Linked DNA regions of Drosophila melanogaster: region 2 is linked to region 1. The links are chromatin contacts, called in public HiChIP or PLAC-seq maps. All regions are on one chromosome and are shown on one strand. The core of a region is the stretch at or near the end of the contact, and the rest is flanking DNA. Distances in the headings are between cores, read along the strand shown.

Evidence for each region. HiChIP or PLAC-seq counts read pairs in DNA pulled down with a chosen protein or histone mark.
Region 2: a contact with region 1 is called in an H3K27ac HiChIP or PLAC-seq map of the Kc167 cell line, with 4 times the contacts expected there. The contact joins the promoter of MP1 here to the promoter of Gel in region 1. A contact is called at or near these places in 1 of 1 datasets of contacts at CTCF or cohesin (the Kc167 cell line), 77 of 107 Hi-C or Micro-C datasets (the Clone 8 cell line, the D17-c3 cell line, the Kc167 cell line and 24 more) and 6 of 6 datasets of contacts at active chromatin or transcription factors (the Kc167 cell line and the S2 cell line).

What each region holds. Positions count from the first base shown.
Region 1 is chr3R:4,233,748-4,237,062 of dm6, reverse strand. Gel (Gelsolin) reads right to left here and starts at 1,846. Exons shown (of 9, transcript NM_206427.4): 1 at 1,739-1,846; 2 at 915-975; 3 at 259-510. The coding sequence starts at 299. It overlaps abs (abstrakt), which reads right to left. Exons shown (of 1, transcript NM_079496.4): 1 at 2,022-3,315. The coding sequence ends at 2,075. It also overlaps asRNA:CR46255.
Region 2 is chr3R:4,306,354-4,309,668 of dm6, reverse strand. It overlaps MP1 (Melanization Protease 1), which reads right to left and starts at 1,761. Exons shown (of 4, transcript NM_141193.4): 1 at 1,613-1,761; 2 at 1,242-1,405; 3 at 836-1,049; 4 at 1-774. The coding sequence starts at 1,682. The coding sequence ends at 50. Vps24 (Vacuolar protein sorting 24) reads left to right here. Exons shown (of 3, transcript NM_001316528.1): 3 at 1-2,234.

The DNA of each region.
Region 1 (3,315 bases), core at 597-3,096:
TGACCATAAAAGGCCACAAACTAGGCACACCACAACTGCCACATGGGGCAAACCTGGCGAAACCTAGAAATGAACACAAAAGTCGGGTGTTGAATCACACCGCAGCCACTTTTACGCACTTACTCTATTTGAAACGGCTGTTTTCTCGAATTGGTGTTAGCGATGTCGCGTACGACTGCTAAAGTTTTGTTAAAATTCAGGAACTGAGTACTTATCACCCCAGAGCTTTCTGGACAGCGAACTGCTCGCTTGCATTACCTGGAGAGGACTGCCATTGTGGCGGCGCCGGAGGCATCCATTTCGAGTCTGCCTCTTCTCTGGTCGACGACCGAGGGTTCCGAGGAGCTTTGTTTATTGTTGCGATAAGTATCTGTGAGTCGCAAATAGCGTATATGCCCGATGTGTTTGGGTACGCGATCTTTTGTATTGGCCTTTATTTTTGTCGTAGCGTTGGTTTCTAGTTCAAACAGCGGCAGTTGCTCTTCCAGATTTAAGCAGAGTGTGTGGAAACTGCAAGTAAGAGAATCATCAGGGCAATAAGAGAAGGAAAGATGTTAATATTTTCGAACGAATCGCTGAGCACTGATGTTTAACCGCCAACAAGTACGCGTATGTTATATACAGCCACCCAGAAAACAACGTCTTTAAATAATAATAATTGTCTTCAACAATAAGAGCTTCCCCAAACTCGTTTAAGCTAAACTTCCTGATGGATTTCTTAAATGTGAGTTGTAGAATGCTAAATGATACTTAATATTTCCCGAAAAGTTGTTCTGCTCACCAGCTCCTCTCTTGTATGATATCATGTTTGTATCTCGAGTGCGCTGCTTGATCAGAGCATAATGTTAAGGAGAGCAAAAAAAAAGTGCCGCAAGCGTGTAATCGCATATTGTCATTCAGTTAATTAGTTTCACCTGCGTATGAGATCACGACTGTTTTCGTCAAGCGGCAAGCCCATTTGGCCCTTCCTTGCAACTGGGTCACAGCCAAAAAAAAAGAAATCAGTTTTTATTGAGAACTCAGTATGGGATGGAATCATATAAGATTTTTAAATTATGTCGGCAAGCACATTAGTTCCAATTTGTAAAGGCTTGGGAGCCAGTCAGGAGTACGTCATACGTACTTCGAAATGATACCTATTTGAAATGAAAGTGATGGGCCACAGCATGTTCGGAATAATATTCCGAAGCCGGCCATAAGTTGGACCAGCTTGAATTGGTTGGATAAAGGCAGTTACCCATTTTCCAGTGCCAAAATCATACAAACGGATTCTTGGACAAACCGCGCGCATGGGTAACATTTAAACATTCAAATGTGTATCCAATTATTCAAATCCAATCCAAATGCCAATGAAGTTGGGGATAATTTAACGGAGATAAATTAACCAAATTTTGTAGGTACCATCAATTTAATTTGATCATATTATACAGTGTTATGAATTTATTTTTTCAAGAACACACAGCTTGGTAAAAAGCTAGTGGCTTATCTAATATAAAACCGACCTCAGTTCCGATGATTGTTTTCAAAGCAGTAGATAAGACAAATCAACGACCAATTTAACGAAATGAACTCAGCAAAATAATAGCTTTGAAAGTTGTTAATGTCTATATAATCAGCCTTCAATTGAAATCATTTAGGCTAGTCTGAATTTTACTTTATACTAGAGTAACCTACTATTCTGGGCGATGTTATTACATATTGCTGATAAAACATCATTTAATTTTTGGGGCACACTTACTTGTAAGTCAATACGATCTGCGCAATTTCTCACGATCCCAGTGCGATGATTGAATAAAAGCGCTTCGAACGACAAGCATGCAGAGCTCTGCCTCAGACACTAAACGAAAGCCAAAGCTCGTCTTCGCTTTTATAATATTTTTCTTAAGCCCGAAACGCGCGCGCGTCCGGCCGAGATCGCTCTCTGGGGTTGCTGGGACGATTGATAAGCAAAGCTTCGTGCGATAAGCAGCAAACTGAACTTAAAACAGAGTGAAAATAAATTTAAAAGTTCCCAGAAAAGTATGTATGTATACTAATCTATTTATTACTATTTTAATTTGGTGGTGGTAGTGGTTTAGTAATCCGCAGCGGTGTTAGATAGGTAGTCGCGACGTCCTATGTTTGAAGCTTGCTTGTTCTGAACAGCCTCAAGTTTTGGGCACTCCGTGATGCGATGGCCCAGACCACCACAGTAGGTGCAGCCATGCGAGTCACCCAGGTCCAGGTGCTGGTGTTCGGTCTCAGGTGCCAGTTCGTCCAAGAAGTCCGGGACCTCTTGCTTGCCCTCGATTAGCAGGTGCTTCAGGTCGAGCAGAACCGACTGCTCGGTAGTCTTGTTTATCAGCGTCGTAGCCAATCCCTTAGTGTTGGAACGACCTGTGCGGCCAATACGATGCACATAGTTTTCAATATCGTCCGGCATGTCGTAGTTAATAACGTGTTGCACGTTAGGGAAGTCCAGGCCCTTCGATGCCACGTCGGTGGCCACCAGCACATCTTTTTTGCCCACGCGGTAAGCATCGACTGCCCGCGATCGTTCTTCCTGATCCTTTCCGCCGTGAATAGCCACCGCCTCCACGCCTTTCAACAGCAGATACTCATGTATGCAGTCTACATCCTGCTTCTTCTCAGCAAAAATGAGCACGGGCGGCGCGGTCTTCTGTAGGCAGTCCAGCAAATATACCACCTTTGCCTCTTGCTTAACGTACTCAACCTGTTGGGTGACGTTCATTGACGCAGCACCTGCGCGACCCACATTTATTGTGACAGGCTTCACGAGAGCTGATCGAGCAAAGTTCTGGATCTTTTTTGGCATGGTGGCAGAGAATAAAAGTGTCTGTCGCTGGCCTTTGAAGAAAGAGAATATCGTACGAACGTCCTCTTCAAATCCCATGTCAATCATGCGGTCAGCCTCGTCCATGCACAAGTACCGGCACATGTCCAGCGTAAGGATCTTCTTGTCCAGCATATCCATTAGACGACCAGGGGTCGCCACCACAATATGTACGCCGCGTGAGATGACGTCAAGGGCCTCGCTGACCGGCAAACCACCCATGGCCAGGCAGGAACGAATCTCAGGCATTCCGCATGCCTGGAGGTGCTTGCTGTAGTGTTGAATTATCTCGTGTGTTTGCTTGGCCAGTTCGCGGGACGGGCAAATGATCAGGCCGTAGGGGCCCTCGTTACGCTCAAAAGGCAGACTATACTCCTGTTCCAGGGCAAACATGATGACTGGCAGCACGAAGACAAGCGTTTTTCCAGACCCAGTGAAGGCTATTCCAATTAGGTCGCGGCCGGCTAGTACAGTGGGCAGGC
Region 2 (3,315 bases), core at 512-3,011, 73 kb before region 1:
GCACGATTTACGATCAATCCCTAAGAATGTTAATTTTCGTCATTTAAGATTAAGCCCTAACGTTGTTTTCTATCCAGTTCAGATACGCTTCAACCCTTGTGTACACGCCGGGCCATCCTTTTAGGCCACAGGGCGTGGGTCCGTAGGAGACCACACCAGCAATGTAGTAGTTTGAGTTTCCATTGGAGTAGTCCTCGAGCAGAAGGGGGCCACCCGAGTCCCCGCGACAGGAATCAACCCCCTCAACTCCGCCGGCGCACATCTGTTTGGTGGTGACAGTCCTTCTTTGGGTGGCGTATCTTTGGTTGCATTCGGACGTCGGTACCGTATCCAACTCAGCCTTCAGCTTGATATTGGACGTAAAATTTGTCTCCGTGCGACCCCACCCTGCCACCACCACCTTTCGGCCAAGGAATATATTGTTGTGCTGGGACGCTAAAGTGGGCAGACATACTGGTAATATGAAGTCGCTGTACTGAACCTCGTCCCGCAATCGCAGCAACGCAATGTCATTTAGCTGGTCCCGTGAGTTTCCCGGGTACTGCGGGTGCGGAATACGCTCCTCAACAGGGTAGTCTACGTACGGTTCGTTGCAGTCCCGTCGTCCGTTTTTACCGACTGTGCAATCCGGATTGGTGCTCGCATCCCACTCACCCAGGCGTACTCCCGTCAGCTCCCAATCACTGGGAATAGCCGAGACGCAGTGTGCCGCCGTCAGAACGTAACGATGGTTGATTAGAGATCCGCCGCAGTGGTGACCTTTCACGTTACCGGCTGGTAAAATGGGGGGGGGGGGGGATTAGTCCCTGCAGCAGGGAATATTTTGGTTACTCACGCTTCGTGTACTCTATTAGGGCCATCCAAGGAAACTCCCTCTTTGTCGTCTCGTTACCACCCACCACTCGGTCTCCAAAGTTTTCACCGCAATTGGGCGCCATTGGTAACAGTTTGGTCCCAGAGCGTTTTGTAGGCTTAGTGGTCTGAGTAGGTTGAGGATGATTTCCCCACTGAGGTTGCTGGTTTCGCATTCGGCTGTTTGCACAGCAAATCTGAACATTGGTAAAACAAAAATGTTTTTCCTAAATTGATAAAAGTTGATAATAAGAATGCATGGTGGCGTCGCATCGAAAAGCGATTCGATGCGATAGCCATAAGTAAAAGAATTAATTTATATATATGTTCAATGGATGAAAATGATCTTAATCGATTTTAGCACCACAACTTTTTAAGGGGGTACTAACAAGCACTTGTCCATTCCGGTAGCCACATTGGCTGGCTTGCAGAAATCGACGGTCCTGTTCCGTAACCTCTTCGCTTTGAAGCAGTTCGAATAGGTATCCACATTCCCGGAGGTTTATGCAGGTGCCGCTGTTCTCATCAGGCGTTCTACAATACCCAAAGATTTCTGAAAAAAAAAAACGTAAATCGTAAAGCCCGGTTCAAAGATAGTCGTGATTAACAGCGGGAACGGGATTTCTGCGTTCTGGGACCAGCCCACTGTGACTATCATCGACTCAGCCCGACTCGGGGTGAAGTTCACCGCTGATAGGAGGTTGCTTTGTGTTTTGATGCCAGCAACCCCCGACTACGACTGAGAGCCAAAACCACTTGCCTTGTGCGTAAGTGCTGCTTGTTCCCATCAATAGCATCCACAGTACGGTGAAAAAAAAGTGCGGTTCCATGGTTATATCTTCGACTGTACTATAGCACTGTACTTGGAAGAACGATACGCTGACAGAGCGCCTGCCGAGAACACACTGAATGTGGCTATAAACTGGAATGCGATCGAGCTCTAAGTTACAGCTTATCAGCGGTTCTCTCACAGAGAATGGTTCAACCTGAGGAAGCACACCAGCATTAAGAGAGTGCAAGTCTGGGTTTATCTCAGGGTCTGGTTTTGGGCACACCCATACTGGCGAAAAAGCCCGCTCTCAATGTTGGGTCCGCTCTTTATGCGTTGCTCATCAGGGAACTTCCCACGCCAACAGAATGCAGATGATACTTACCCTCTTCTCCTAGGGCTGAAATATCTTGGGTCGGACGATATCTGTAAGTCCATACGGGCCAATCCATTAAAAAATCTGGCAAACCCACTTTATTAACAGAGAGTGAATTTTCACATTCAAACATTTGCAAACCCTCTGTAAAAACAATTTCTGTAAAACATAATAATCGAATATTTTGAAAAATATCAAAATTAAACATTACCAATCTTTTTTTGTAGCCAGATACATAAAATCTTTGAAAATAATTAGGAGAAACTTAGGAAAATATCCTAAAGTAGTTTCCATAATCAATTTTTCTAACTTCGTATATATTCTCTAAACTTCATTAATAGGTATTTAAAACGATTGTACTACTATACTATTATACTTATTTTATCGTTAAGATTCCAGAGAAATACAGTAACCTTAAGTTTTTTAAGTATTGTTAGAAAAATAACAAGAGAGAATGCGAGTTCCCCGACTATCCGATACCCGTTACTCAGCTAGTGTGAATGCGAACGCGAAATTTCATAATTTTTCTGGGATATCAATAGGTATTGGGGAATAAAATGAGAAAAAAAAAATTAATAATTGTTCAAAAGTAGGGCGTGACCGGCTTTAGCTGCTTTAGGGCGTGGCAAAAAGTTTTTTGCCAAATAAATAGAAAATTTACAAGACTAATAAAATTATGAAAAAATATCGAACAATTTTTCAAAATTGTGGGCGTGGCAGTTATGTGCGGTTTAAGGTACTTGCAGTGGGCGTGGCAAGGAAAATAACACATTTTTCAAAAGTGTGGCAACATGGGACAACAAACTTGCGCTGCGCCTGTGACAGACGGACATGGCTTGATCGACTCGGCTATTGATCCTGATTAAGAATATATATACTTTATATAGTCGGAAACGCTTCCATGCGTACATGTAGTTTGTACTTTTCAAAGAATTTATTATACCCTTTTACTCTACGCGTAACTGGTATAAAAAGAACTGAGGTTATGTACTCCATAAGCCAATATAGTTTCAGAAGTGGACGTCCAAGGAGTCACTTTGTTATTCAATTTAATTTCCATGATTTTCTAATCTTTTCTAATCATTTAAATTCATAAATATACAAGCATACCACTTCAATTTGTAATGATATATGAAATTGTTTTAAGTGCTTTTAAATTGTCGTGAGGCGGTTACAAAGCGTTGAGTAGAGCAAAGGCATTATGTCGAATAATTCTACTTCTTATGTCTTTTGGTTGGGTATGGTAATATCGACAGGGCTAGTGATCTTGGTGAAGAAAGCGAATATTTGTGAGGGTTACATCCTTACATTTTACGAG